Regions from separate parts of the Gossypium hirsutum genome. Here region 1 is linked to region 2. Evidence: chromatin contacts called from public Hi-C data. All regions are on one chromosome and are shown on one strand. Each heading gives the region's core, a stretch centred on a gene start, on an enhancer-like site or on the middle of the called end of the contact. The rest is flanking DNA. Distances are from core to core; before and after follow the strand shown.

Region 1 (7,010 bases), core at 3,003-5,502, 450 kb after region 2:
AATATTAAACACCAAGAGATACAACTGTTCATCAAGAGACAAAACTATTGTTTAATTTGAGTAGTAATTTATCATTTATCAGTCAAAAATTTTAAGATCCATAATTTATTATTCAAAGCTTAAATTTTATCAATAAAATAATATGCATTAAAATTTCAAAATATCCAACAGATAAATTATTTTATTCTAACCGTAATGAATTAAATCTTTCTATGGTTAAAGTAATAAAACAAAAAAAATGAATGGCATGAAAGAATACTGAAGAATCAAGGTACTCTTTAGAAACAATTCTTTAGAAGGAAACGAAGTAGTATTCTCAAAGTAACAAACTTAACTATGCTCTTTCACTAGCTAGAATACATGTTTATATAGGAAATAGAAGCCTAAACTGCTGTTAACAGAATAGCCTAACAAATTTTAACTGACTAACCACTTATCTAATGACATATTAAACATATGTGTATTGTGAATACTATAACATTCACCTAACTTCCTCAAGTGGAACGACCCGAAGACGACGACAAAATTGAGTGAACATTGAAGCGGACAATGGTTTAGTAAGAACATCCGCCACTTGGTCACATGCAGGAACTTCGCTAACAACCAACTCACCACGAGCAACCTTTTCCCGAACAAAAAATAGATCAAGTTCAACATGTTTGAACTTAGAGTGCAAGACCGGGTTAGCTGCAACAGCAACAGCACTAGAATTATCACTGTCGGAAGATCAACCGAACTAAGGTTTAACTCTGTCAACAAGGAAACCAGCCACGAAACATCACTAGCAGCTGCGGCTAAACTCCGATCTTCAGCCTCGGCCGTAGAGCGAGAAACAACTTGTTGTTTCTTAGAGCACCAAGAAATAGGATTGTCACCATAGTACACAAAATATCCTGTAGTAGACCGGCGATCATCAAAATCAAGTCCCCAATTTGCACCGGCATAGCCAACCAAAGACAGTCGATCAGACTTTCGAAAGACCAAACCATAAGACAGTGTACCAGACAAGTACCGCAAAATACGTTTCAATGCTACCATGTGTAATGTAGTGGGAGCATGCATAAACTGACACACCCGATTAACCACATAAGCAATATCTGGTCGTGTCAAAACGATATACTGAAGAGCTCCAGCAATACTACGATATTCAGTTGGATCAACAAGAGGTTCACCCTCATCTTTAGATAGCAGAGAAGAGGTTATCATCGGTGTATGAACACTTCTGGCATTAGTCATAGAACTACGAGCAAGGAGTTCACGGATGTATTTTCGCTGGCAAAGGTGAATACTACCTGAGGAAGACTGACTAACTTCAATGCCCAAAAAATAATGAAGCTCACCCATATCTTTTAGAGCAAATTGGTTGTGGAGCATTTGAACAAAACAATTAATTTCATCAACTGAACTTCCAGTGATAACAATATCATCCACATAAACAAGAACGTAGATAGTATGATCAGAAGACAACCGAACAAACAATGAAGCATCGGACTTTGATACCGTAAACCCAGCAGAAACGAGAAACTGTTTTAATTTGTCAAACCAAGCCCGAGGAGCCTGTCGTAAGCCATACAAAGCTTTAGTCAACCGACAAACTAACCGTTCACCATTTGGACCAAACTGCTCATAGCCAGGAGGTTGTTGCATAAACACATCATCAGTTAAATCGCCATTCAGGAAGGCATTATTGACATCGACCTGCCGAAGATGCCATCCCTTGGTCACGGCAACAGACAAGATGAGTCGAATGGTAGCAGGTTTGACTACCGGGCTGAATGTCTCCTTAAAATCGCAACCAGGTACCTGTGAGCACCCTTTGGCAACCAATCGTGCCTTCCGACAACTAATCGTCCCATTAGGATTCTTCTTGATCTTAAACAACCACTTACAACCGATTACTTTCCGAACAGACGGGAGAGGACACAACTCCTAGGTCGAGTTAGCTAGTAAGGCATCGAACTCAGCTTGAACGGCTAGTTGCCAGTTTGGATGGCTAAGGGCCTCCTCAACAGTACATGGCTCAACCTCAACTTTGTCGGCACATAAGGCTCGAGGTTTAAATATCCCAGCTTTAGATCTTGTCACCATTGCATGCGTGTTAATAACAAAGATAGGAGAAACATCGGGAAGAGCAATAGGAGAAACTATAGTAGAAGGAACCTCTTCTCTATCAGCAGATCTGGAAGTGGAACTCTGCGGAGAAACACTACCCGTAGCAGGAAAATTAGACTGAATGTTATCACCATTAGAACTATCCACAGAAGTCTCAACAATAGAGTCTGGACGAATCTTGTTAGAAATACACGATCGAACAACTGGTACATACGTAGTGGTATTCAGAGGTAACTGGTCACTGGAAGTAGTAGACAGTGAAGACAGAAATCTATTTTCATCAAACACGACATGACGAGAAACAATCACCTTTCCATCTGGCGTGAGACAGAAATAACCTTTATGATGCGGACTATACCCCAGGAATGTAGACGGTTGAGACCGAAACTCGAGCTTGTGGTTACCAAATTGTCGTAGGTATGGAAAACAACAACAACCAAATACCCGAAGATGATCATATGTTGGAGCGCAATTAAATAAACACTGAAACGGGGTCTTCCCTTCTAAAACCGATGTAGGCAATCGATTAATGAGATGAGCAGCACTACAAAAAGCATAACCCCAGTAGTCCATTGGTAGATTAGCTTGAGCCAGAAGAGTGAGACCAGTCTCAACAACATGTCAGTGTTTACGCTCCGCAACACCATTAGCCTAACAAATTCTAACTGACTAACCACTTATCTAATGACATATTAAACATATGTGTATTGTGAATACTATAACATGGCATCCCGATTTCTACCTGAAAACTGCGGGAAACAATGTCCATTGAAGTTTCTATGATTTCATAGCATAAATTGATGTGATGCAATTGTTTAGGCTCTTACGATCTTACCTGGTAATGTCCACTACATGATATGAAATTTAAATTCCATCATAAATGAAATTATCCATACATTTTATACCGAATATATATCTTGCTAATGTACCTTTTAAGGTATATCTATAGGTATTGAAAGAACGAGGGCTACATATGTTATTATATTGTATATATAAAACATTAAAATAAGTATTTAATGGCATAATTTTATTGGAGGAATTATTTTACTCCTCAAAATATAATTTGAAGTATAATAGAGGTACTTTTACCAATATAAACGATTTTGTACTTTTAATTGAATTTCCATTTCACCCTCAAATGTCTATTCAAATTCCACAGTCTGGCTTCCAGGAACTAGGTACAATGATTTGACACTAGGCAATACAAATGGCATACATAAATTAAATAAAAAATTTTGACCCGAAGTGAAAGGTGTAATGAAAATAGTATTGTTTGTTATATAATATCCAAAGTTATACCAGCTTATAAATATCATGAAAGATGATATATACAGATGATTTTATTTTATTTAATCTCCATTTCACCATCGTTTACTCTGTTTAAATTCCGCAGTCTGGCTTCCAGGAACCAGGAATGTAGTTGAAAAAAAAGGATGGATTATTTATGGGATGTAGAATGATTTGACACAAGGCAAAATATATGCCAAACATATATCTATAGATATAGTTATATGGTTGACTATACTATAAAAAAAATTAAGAATTGCCTTAGTAGGACAAAAATTAAACTGAAATAATAAAATAGTAAGCCAATCAGATAATGTAAAGGATGGAAAATTAGAAAAGTTCTACAGTGACAAATGAAGTTTCATGTAAAGTTCTGGGTTGGTCAAGGATTCTTCTTTAATTGGATAAAGAACTGGAGTATTGACATGAACCCATAGTGTGCCTTAATGATGAAGATGGATTTGTCTTCATTCATGGCTTAGTGATAATTAACCCAACATTAAGCCCTGGATTTTGTCCTGTGTTGCATGCACTGTATGAATGTCAAGAAAAAATGGGTCTTACCTTTTAGGTTCTGATTATAGCAATGCATAGTTTTCCTTCCAATGGGTTCATATATATATATATATATGTATAAAAGACCATGATAATGTTTTATGATAGTTGGGGTCTTAATCACTTTTGACTTGTCTTCAGCCACAACGTTGTGAAAGGGTTGGTCTAAGCACGAGACTGGTGAAAATAAAGAAAAGAAAAGCTAAATTTTCACACAAAACAAAGCAATGAAGTCTTCGTCTTCTCAAGTCATCAATGGGGGAAGCCCCACTTCCTTTTAGCTTCTTAATGGAAAACACCTGGGACCCAAACATCTTTAACATCAAGCATTGAAGCAGTGAAGCTTCCTGCAATTCCACAGGAAGGTGATGGAGAAACCACCTTGCTGATAGTTAACCTGAATATAATATATATGTACGTTGCCATCATCCATACGGTAGAGGGTGGTCTTTTTAGTTTCAATATCTAAATGTCTAGCAGCAATTTTAATCCGCCCGACTCGCCGGAAAGTGACCGTGCCGACCAATCCAATTTTGAGTTCCCCGAGGACTGGACTCTTGATGGTTGGCTGGAGGATTATCCTGAAACAATCATCACAGGGCCAATTCAGTTTCCTTTTAATCAAGCCGATGAGGTTAATAATGACTCTGCTAGGACTAGCGGCCTCCTTCAAGTACCTGGTAATGAAATTTACTGTTTTTAACTTGTAGAAGTTCCTACATTAGTATGTGGTTGATTGAGTGAGGATAATCACTTTGTTTGTGTTAATGGCAGAAAATGAAACTGCGAGGGAAAGGAGGGACGTCAGAGAAAGATTTGCATTCAAGACCAAGTCTGAGGTTGAGATACTGGATGATGGATACAGATGGAGGAAATATGGGAAGAAATGGGTGAAGAATAGTCCAAATCCAAGGTATTTTTTATCAAATGCTTGTACGGTTTTTAATCTTTATACAATTTGAGCATTGCAGCCTGGAATCATCATCTGCTACTAAGCTAAGAGCAGATATATTTTGATTAGTCTTTCAAAAACCAGTTTCATTTGTTATTGTTTGATTGATAGGAATTACTACAGATGTTCTATTGACGGATGCCCCGTGAAGAAAAGAGTCGAAAGAGATAAAGAGGATCCGAGTTATGTAATTACAACTTACGAGGGGATCCATAATCACCGAAGCGTTTCTTGAATCGGTGGTTAATTTTCTCAGGACGTTCGAGTTCTTTTACCGTTACAATCTCGCAGCCAACTCCTGCAGAAGGCCAACTTCGATCTGCAACGATCACATCGCCTGTGTAGAATATAAAAAAAGCCTCACTCCATTTTATCCATGTCGGTATCTGTAAGAAAATCCAAGAACCAGACTACATGGGGTTTGGCCAACTTTATCTTGTTATCGCTTGTTAAGCTTTGGTAGAACCCTAAGCTTTAGTTTTGACAACACAAAGTCAGGGTCTGTTTTTAACTTAGGACCGGTGGAGGTTGTTAGGATCGGTTCTTCGAACATTCGATATGATATTGCCAACTGCAACCGAAATCATCAATAAAATTTGTAGACTTTTGGTAAGCCATGTGATAGCAGCATGAAGAAACCATTGCAAGAGAATAGAAGGCACGGATCAGGCAGAAAACTTTAGCTATATGCTTCATTTATCAAATGGATATGACTTGATTACATTTGAAATGGGTATTCAACAGTAAAATGGATTCTTATTGGACTATACAATCTAGACAACTATAGTTGCAGAAAAGCTGGCTGTTACCTATAGGAACTAAAATAAAAAATGCTTAAACTCACTGAACTCTACACACGGGTATATTCATATTCATAGTAACAACTCAAAAACAGCATTCTACAACAAATATGACGACTTAATTTGGGAGGATGACATTAGGGTTTCGAGAATGTGGACCAAAATCTGCCAAGTCATTCCAATTTGTTCCAGTTTCATGAACATTTGAGGTTAGACTCCATAGCACATTCCCAGGCTGCATCTTTCTCATCATTGATGGGTAGTATCTTACCATCGCTTTTGACTTCGAAAATGTTTTCTTAGTGGAGTTAGCTATGCCACTAGCAAGCAACCAGCGTGTCCCGGACTGTTGCTGTGCTTTGCTACCCCAAAGATGCTGCTTATGAGGCTCAGTATTTAACCCTGCAAGATGGACTTCAGTGATTAAGAAAAATGGAGCACCATCTTTTTCTTCTGCAACTTCGGATTCAGGGCTCTCTTGCTCATCTCTTTCTGGCTCTATAGCAAGAGAAGCTCGCTCTACTTGAATTAAAGCAATCATCGAAGTGCCAATTGGTTCATAGTTTCGAAAGGGATCTCTAAGCAACACCATGACAGCAAGCGTAAAGTTGTTCCCCAACAGCCCATGCTGTCTACCAGATGCTTTACCTAAGTTAACACGTTTTATCAATTTTCCACTAACCGAATCAAGGCACTTGGCTTGATGAGCCTCAAGGATCTGGACCTTATGATCACTAATATGGTCTCCGTGGTCTATAATGCCAGCGTCCAGCCGTAACCACTCATCCAATGTTATGGAAAGGCTCATTAATCTATTAACATAATCAAAATCATATTCAAAATCCAGGTCCAGGGAATGTGAACTTGCAGCTCCCTCAAAACTTAGTAACTTACTGAAATTTGAATCCTTGCCTATAATAAATGGCATGTTGCTCGAGGAAAAAGGACTGATGCTTGATGGTGCATCCTCGTCTGACATGCCACATTGAATTCTCAAACCCTCTAACGCAAGGACTTCAATCCTACTCATGACCGATGGAACAAGGTTTTCCATAGATACACAACCTGGGTCAATCTGACCACATATGAGACCTGAGCTCAGATTATCGCAACTCCAGCAAAATTGAAATCCTTCATTTCTCTGATCAAATGAATCACGCTCACATAGTAATACTTGCTGCAACTCATCCCACCTGTCAAATAATATTTTGTGTTAATAAAACAGGATAAAAGATGAAAGTGAAAGAGAAAGAAATTGAGAAACTGATGGCGAGATTAATGCATACCTCTCTAGCATTATAGCT
Region 2 (7,822 bases), core at 1,123-3,622:
TAATTCAAATATATTTAGTTCCCAAAGTTAAAATGTCAATAAATGTAGAGGCAATGGAAATAAACATATGTACAAGTGTTGTCCATCAAAATAAATTATACGAATTGTTCATAGATATTTAAAAATTGGTTATATTCATTCAAACAAATGAAATCTATTCACAAATTATTGTTTTGGTGACTTAGTCGAGTTCCAAAGGTCTTCTAGGCTTGTAACATTCTGAGGCTTAAGACAATTTGAAATTCAAATAATGGGCACTCAAAACGGGTTCAAGCACTAAAAATGGTTAAACACATGACATTGTTCCCTACTCGCCCTAAATTTATTCATGAGCTCACCTTCTTATTTCTCCTTCCCTTACCTACCTTATTTCTCCAAAACGTTAGAAGGTCTAATGCGAGATTAGTACGTATACAATTTTGTAATTGTAAACTGAAAGATTTTCATTTTTGATCTTAATTTTGATTTAACTCTCTTTTTCTTAATTTTGCGCTCTTTCGTTCACCTTTTTTTTAAGTACAAAATCGCGTAATCTCTTCATTTTTTTTCTCACACAAAGCCACCATGATGTCTCTACCTAGCCCTCAATGTCCATGGCGCAACGTCTATTACATAGTGCATTTTAAAGAATGAGACAAAGAAGGAATGAGTGATAGACTAGTTTAGGCTCAAGGCTTTGATAGTAAGGCTTACAAGAAAAGGGTACTTGAGGATAAAAAAGAAGAAGAAGAAGAGAATTAGAGGTATATAGCCACATGTAAGCTTTTAGGCTCTAGGCTATTTCAAACAATGCCTAAGGTCTTTCCCGAATTAATCACCTAACACCAATTCTTTCAAGCATACCTCTATTTAAATGAACAATTAACAATTCAAATTATTTATCTATAAGGATATGTATACTTTATTCATCTTATGGTATACTTTATACATTTTCATTTAGGTTATTGTCTATACCCTAGTATACACATTAACTAATTGAACTTACTAGTCTACAATTGAGAGAATAAGATGTTAAAGATGATATTTTTTTCTAATAAAAATTATTATATTAATTATATTATTAATTATTATATGTAGCTTTACAAAATATTTTATTATGTTTTTATATGTCATTTATTAATTAGTGTAAATTATAATCAATGTTTAGAGAAAATATTAATGGTTAAAGCATGGCTTTATAAATAAAAGGTTTTAGGTTCAAACATTATTTGAAGCATTTATTTTTAATTAGTAGACTTAGATATACACAAATATCTAAATCTGTAATTGTAGGAATGTAAATTTGAATAATGAACAATCAAAGAAGTCTATCTAAATTCACTCTAAGGCTTCGTTTGGGGCGGCGGTGTGGTGCGGTACAATGCGTTTAGTTTACTCTTTATCTCACGCTACAGTATCTAATCTCACCGTCACTGTTATTTTTACACTAACCGCAGGTAAACGCACCTCCCATTTAAACTCACCTTAAATCTAGTGTGGATAATAAAAGCCTACATTGAACTAATTGTTTTTCTTTAACAAATATAACCTTACTTCTAATTTAATTTGCCTCTTTTATCCTTAAAAGTAAAAATAACTTCTTACCCCACCTCAGTCGCTGATATGGTTGTCACTTTCATCATTGGATTTGGTTTATTTTTGTTGTGGTTGTTACTTGTTTGACTGCTCAAGCTTAATTTTTCATATATTTAAGTGTTGATTACATCATATTTTGAATGCTCTCTTGTTCCAACTTGTGTTCTGTTCCTGATGTATTTATGATTTTTTGTTTTGTTGCTACTTTTCCCCAAGTAAAATATTAATGTAAAGGATTAATGTTAATAAATATTAAATAATTACATCACTAAAGATTCGAAAATACATATTATTATTTTAGTAATAAATTATAAATTGACTCCCTAAAAAAATTATAAATCGACATAACTTTTAATAATTTCTTAAGAAATAATTTAAAAGTTATATATATAATTTTTAGTTTAATATGTCTTGACTTATATGAAGTGAGAGTTAAAAAATCTTTCTAAACACTTATTGGATACATGTTCAAACGATGTAACCCTTATTCTTTACTTTATTGTATAAAAAAAATTAATATCATTAATAATCATTTTCAATTCTCATCTGATTCCTACAATTATATTTAGACCAGTTTTAATTTCATTGCTACAATTATATTCTATACTATATATAAAGATCTTGTCTAGTTAATGTCACTTACTATCAAGTCTTAATTCAGTTATTAAATTACTAAAAAATAATTATTTTAACATAACAATAAATATTAATATGAGAACAATTTTATTTTTATACATTAAAACACCAAACATATTATTATTTTAATCAAAATAATATTTAATTATCATATAGAGTTTGGGCCAAAAGTGAGAAAAGCCGGGGTGGGTGAGGTTCACGGACTCTTCCTTCCCTTATCAAATCCGCTTAATTGAAACTCCCAATTTCTTTCAAAATTCCGCTTCCATCTCCTCTCTGTCTTTTCCTTCCTTTTCTCTTCACCCACAAAGAAAAGGGGTCTCACTCAAATGCTCTGCCACTAAAAACCCATTTTTTGCAAACATCTCTCCTTCCTTCTCTCTCTCTCTCTCTCTCTCTCAAACAAAACCAGTTCTCTTCGAAATAATCAGTCTGGGTTATGGACGGCGGTGCTTCCTATAACCCACGTACAGTCGAAGAAGTCTTTCGAGATTTCAAGGGTCGTCGAGCTGCCATGATTAAAGCCCTCACTACTGGTATCTCCCTTCTCTCCCTTTTCTCTTATTCTTTTGTCATCTTCTTAAAAGAACGCTCCCTTTCTTTCCATTCTTATCTTTTTAAGTTTGTTTATGTTAATTACTTTTTCGGGTGTGGTGTTGCTTGCAGATGTGGAAGAGTTCTACAAGCAGTGCGATCCAGGTACTTGGTTTTTATTTTTATTTTTTAAATGGAGAATTTATTGTTGGGTTTTCTATTCCCAGCTTCATTTTGTTGAAATGATTTATCTGGAGAATTGAAGTTAAAATTTTTATTTTCAATGTCTTTTTTAGTATAAATGAAGTGCATGCAATGGTATTTACGATTATGGCTTGAAGAACACTATCACTTACTGAACAGCGATTTTTCTGCTTAGATTGAACTTTCCCCTTTAAAATAAGAATGGATTGTTTTGAACTAGGAGAGGGATCTATATGTTCAGATGAGGTAGATTTGAATATTTCAACATTCTGCTTTTTATTCCTCTGGAATTCTGTTTTACAAATGTAGACCCTTTTTTTTCTTTCTTATAAAGTAACTATAGTTTTAAAAGTCGGCGAGGAAAATAATTCTTGTTTGATTGTTCTCATTATTAGATGCTTATTGGTTAGTTACATGGCTTTAATTTGGATAAGAAAACGAATTCCATTATAAGATGCTTATCACGATTTTATTCGTGGTACCTTTGTTTGGTTCTAGATGCACAAAATGTAACAGAGTTAATTAAAACTTTGATTACAGAAAAGGAGAATCTTTGCCTTTATGGATATCCCAGTGAGCAGTGGGAGGTGAATTTACCTGCTGAAGAGGTGCCTCCAGAGCTTCCGGAGCCTGCACTGGGTATCAACTTTGCCAGAGATGGGATGCAAGAAAAGGACTGGTTGTCTTTGGTTGCTGTACACAGTGACGCGTGGTTACTTGCTGTGGCTTTCTATTTTGGTGCTAGGTTTGGATTCGATAAAGCTGACAGGTATATTTCTCCTTCCCTATGTGTTGTCTCCTGTTTTGGCTTTATACGCCATTCTAGATGTGGATAAGCGAAGTTACTCATTGGCATGCAACAGTTCATCCTAATAATTGATTTGAATATCTTGCATTTTTGGTGTTTTGTTATTAATTGGTATTTTTGTACTACTCGCTACGTGTCTATGATGAAAATTTTGCATGCCATCTTTTTCGCTCAGCTGACCTTTCTTTTTTCGGTGAGTGGATCTTCGTTTTGTGGTTAATTTAGTACAGCATCTAACATGTTTAACTTTGGCTAGAATTTTGCTACTTTGTTTAAGAAGCCTCATTAGTTGATTTGTTTTGAACACCAATTTATAGGGTTTTCCTTGAAATTTTATTGCATTGACTAATTGAATTTCTTTCCAAAAAGGCTAAAGCCAGGTGTTAACGTAAGCTTTTCATCCAAGGTATGATTGGTCCGATCCTTAATCATAGGCCTCAGCATGAAGTGCTTATAATGTATGTGTACATAATATATATAGGCATTGCATGAATGAGCTTGCTTACACTGGAAAGCTGTTTATCGGATTTGCATTTGCTATAAAAATTATTCTATACTTTGAACTACTTTTTTTCCCTTAATAATACTGTTTAATGTGATGCAGGAAACGCCTTTTCAATATGATAAATGACCTTCCGACAATATTTGAAGTTGTGACAGGGGCAACTAAGAAACAGACAAAGGAGAAATCGTCAGTTTCAAATCATAGCAGCAACAAATCTAAATCAAACTCTAAGGTATGGATACATCCTTTTTCTTGCTTAACTGTTCCATTAAATGTTAATCTGTGTAAATTTTAGGGTTAAGGTTTGTTTTGGATCTAAAACTAGTGTTATATTAATCTCACAATTTGGGAGGGGTTTATGGAGTGGATTTTGTCATTGGTTGCCAAACTTTGACCAAAATCCAATTTAGGTACTAGAACATTATTTTAATTATACCACCAATAGTCACCCTGACCTGAAAGAGAGAAATGACTTTACACAATTTCAAGGGAAGGGGACCTTACAAATTAGATATTCTTTTCCCTTTTTGTTTGAAAATATGCAGCGAGGTTCTGAATCTCAGCCCAAGTATTCGAAGGCAGCAGCATCAAAGGATGAGGTTGAAGATGGCATGGAAGACGAAAACGATGAGGAGCATGGAGAGACGTTATGTGGGGCTTGTGGAGAGAATTATGCTGCTGATGAATTCTGGATTTGCTGTGATATCTGTGAGAAATGGTTCCATGGAAAGTGTGTTAAGATTACACCAGCAAGGGCGGAGCATATTAAGCAGTACAAATGCCCATCTTGCAGCAACAAGAGAGCACGGCCTTGACGATGGTTGTTGGGGTGGCTGTTTTATGTGAATTCTGGCATTGTGGGACTGCTAACTGTCTAGTAGGGGATGTAGTGAAGTTCGATGTTAGTTAATGTGACGTTTTAATGTAGGAGATCTGTGTTTTGACTTTTGATATGTAGGTGGTGAACTGGCTGTTTAATTTGATTATAAAATAGGATAATTATAATCAGTTATTTCTGCCATTGGAAGGGAGGCTTGGTTTATGTTTGAATCCTTCTGGTCTTTATATGCATGCAACTTGGTTTCCTTTCGTATACAAAGGTAATGTGGATTGATGGATGAATAGTTGGGCGAAAGTGGGCTCAAACTATTGTTAGTGCTTTCTGTCCATGCACCTTAAAGGAAGAAGATGGATCCAACAGTGAACTTGGGTGGATATGCTACTACCGCTCTCCTAGAAGCCGAAGCAACTGACACAAAAAGTAGGGGACTCGGCTTCAAAGTACTTCAACCTTATTTTTAATTAAGTAGGTTCTGTCGAGGGATTTTTTTTTTTAATCTATGATGTCTTGTGTCTTTGTTTTTGTGGGAACCTTGAGTCCTTGGGTTTCTATGGGACCTACAACGTTTATGGAATAGGTCGCTTTGGAGGGATTTATTTCTCCAAAAACTGAGTTTTTGGCACTGTTTTCATAACCAGACATGCTGGTTGGATTGCACTAATTCAGAATGAGGTTAAATCGGTTGAACTGATGGATAAGTTTTTTATATACATCCATCTGTGGCACTCTCTTGCATTCTTCTCCGCATTTTTGGTATGTTTAGGTTGTCCAGTAGAGGTTGGATGTCTGTTCATCTTTTTTCTCTTGCTCGCCTGGGGTGTTGGCTTCTCTCCTTTTCTTTTAATGTAATAATCAGTTCAAACTATGTTAAAAATATGGTTTTAGGTCGACTTGGTTTGATCAAGTTGAATATTGATTATTACTAAACTGTTTTAACTTATTAATGTACACATCTCTATTTTTTAAAACATATTTGTAATATGTCTAATTCAATTAAATGTTAAAGTTAGATGAGTTAAGTCTTGGTTAAAAATTTCCATCATGGTTAGGACTTAAGTTGGTTTGGTTATGGTCGATTACGTCGGACTCGACAACCATATTTTAATTTTAAAATTCCAATTCTTCCATAAAAGGTGTAGTAGGATTTATATATCAAGAAGTAAAACCAGGCATTTAGGGTCTGTTTGATTGACGGAATTGATTTTCCGGAAAATCATTTTTAACTTTTCCAGTGTTTGATTGGCGGAAAATATTTTTCATTTGGAAAATGAACTCCAAAACAAGGGAAAATGGGTTACATTTTAGGGAAAATGTCTTACCCTTTCAATTTCCGTAAGACATTTTCCGTGCTCTCCTCTTTATCGCCTCCTTCATTCCTTCTTTCATTTCCGGTAGAAAACTGCTTCTGTTTATCGATTTTTCAGTAACTTGTTTTTTTTAATTATTCAATACTTGTTTTTTTAACACAATTACAAATAATTTATTTGATATTAGTTTTTTTCAATTTATAACGATTAATATTGTAGCTTAATAATTGATTATTATTATAAATAAATCATTGCAATATATGTAAAAATAATTTAAAATATAAAAATTTATTAATATAAATTAATATATGTAAAAACTTTTCCGAAAAATATTTTCAAAAAATCTGCCAAGCAGCAGAAAATATTTTACACAGATTCAATCGAACACCAGAAAATATTTTCCAGTAGATTATTTTACAGAAAAGTAAAACATTTTCTAGAAATCATTTTACGGAAAATATTTTACTCTCAATCAAACAGACCCTTGATGTCATTTTCATCTTTCCTTCCCAATTTTTGCTATTTTTGAAGATGGGAGAAAATGCCAATTTAACTAGGTTATTAAAATATATGGTTCTCGATTAAGGCGCCTCATCCAGCATGAAAGCCACATGACATGCATTTGCCTGTCGGCATTCGTCATCGTAAACTCCATTGTCTTTCAAAATTGTAACTGCAACTCAACAAAAAACAAGCATGAAAAGTGAAATCCAAACAATGGGTGTTTTGAGGATGTATTATCGGCTCAAAATATTGGTTATATTTGCATGCCGTCTTAATTCAGCATCTCTCAATCTAAATAATAACCAAAAACTGCAACACCGACTTAGAAGTGGTCCTTAAATTGGCTTCAACTCATCTCAGCCGTTTGTTTCACTTTGGTGTGTGCCTGTTATGGATAAAACTCAGACAGGAAAATAGAGTGGTGGGTGACAATGCCTGTTGTTTCCGGTTGGCTGCTCCATACACCTTCTTAATGATGGCAGATGCTGAAAGCTTCATATTAAATCCAACGGTGCAAATGGGTTTTCTTATCAGCCCCTGGTTTTTCCATCCCCCTCGCTCTTCCTATATATAAAGGTTTAAAAATAGATTGAGAATGATAGACTAGAAAATTGTTGGGGGAAGCTATTGCCAATTATTTAAATCTTTGTGTTATTCAGTGATGAATGAAGCATGTGATGTTCCTGTTTCTCTCCAAGAATGCCTTTTTGAGTAATTAGCTTAACATATTTTCTAAGTGTTAATCTCATGTATTTTAAAATGGAAGGAGACATTATTTACTGTTTTCATGAAAAAGACAAGTTGACTTCCCAATCTCCCAATGATTTTACTTGGTTTCGAGTAAAGGGTAAAAGTGACAGATTTGGAAACTTCCATGAGTTAAAAGGACCCCAAAATAGGAAGCCTCA

The links. Hi-C and Micro-C count contacts between places; a contact is called where the count stands out from the background.
Region 1: a Hi-C map of hypocotyl shows a contact between it and region 2, with 2.1 times the contacts expected there. The contact joins the promoter of LOC107962839 here to the promoter of LOC107961649 in region 2. A contact is called at or near these places in 2 of 34 Hi-C or Micro-C datasets (hypocotyl and leaf).

The regions. Positions count from the first base shown.
Region 1 is chrA06:28,706,676-28,713,685 of Gossypium_hirsutum_v2.1, forward strand. It overlaps LOC107962839 (probable WRKY transcription factor 50), which reads left to right and starts at 4,253. Exons shown (of 3, transcript XM_016899382.2): 1 at 4,253-4,634; 2 at 4,729-4,867; 3 at 5,018-5,519. The coding sequence starts at 4,424. The coding sequence ends at 5,141. It overlaps LOC107962838 (protein PLASTID MOVEMENT IMPAIRED 1-RELATED 2), which reads right to left. Exons shown (of 3, transcript XM_016899381.2): 2 at 6,993-7,010; 3 at 5,574-6,899. The coding sequence ends at 5,825.
Region 2 is chrA06:28,258,650-28,266,471 of Gossypium_hirsutum_v2.1, forward strand. LOC107961649 (PHD finger protein ALFIN-LIKE 4) reads left to right here and starts at 2,373. Exons shown (of 5, transcript XM_016897714.2): 1 at 2,373-2,747; 2 at 2,878-2,910; 3 at 3,490-3,718; 4 at 4,362-4,494; 5 at 4,808-5,813. The coding sequence starts at 2,651. The coding sequence ends at 5,077.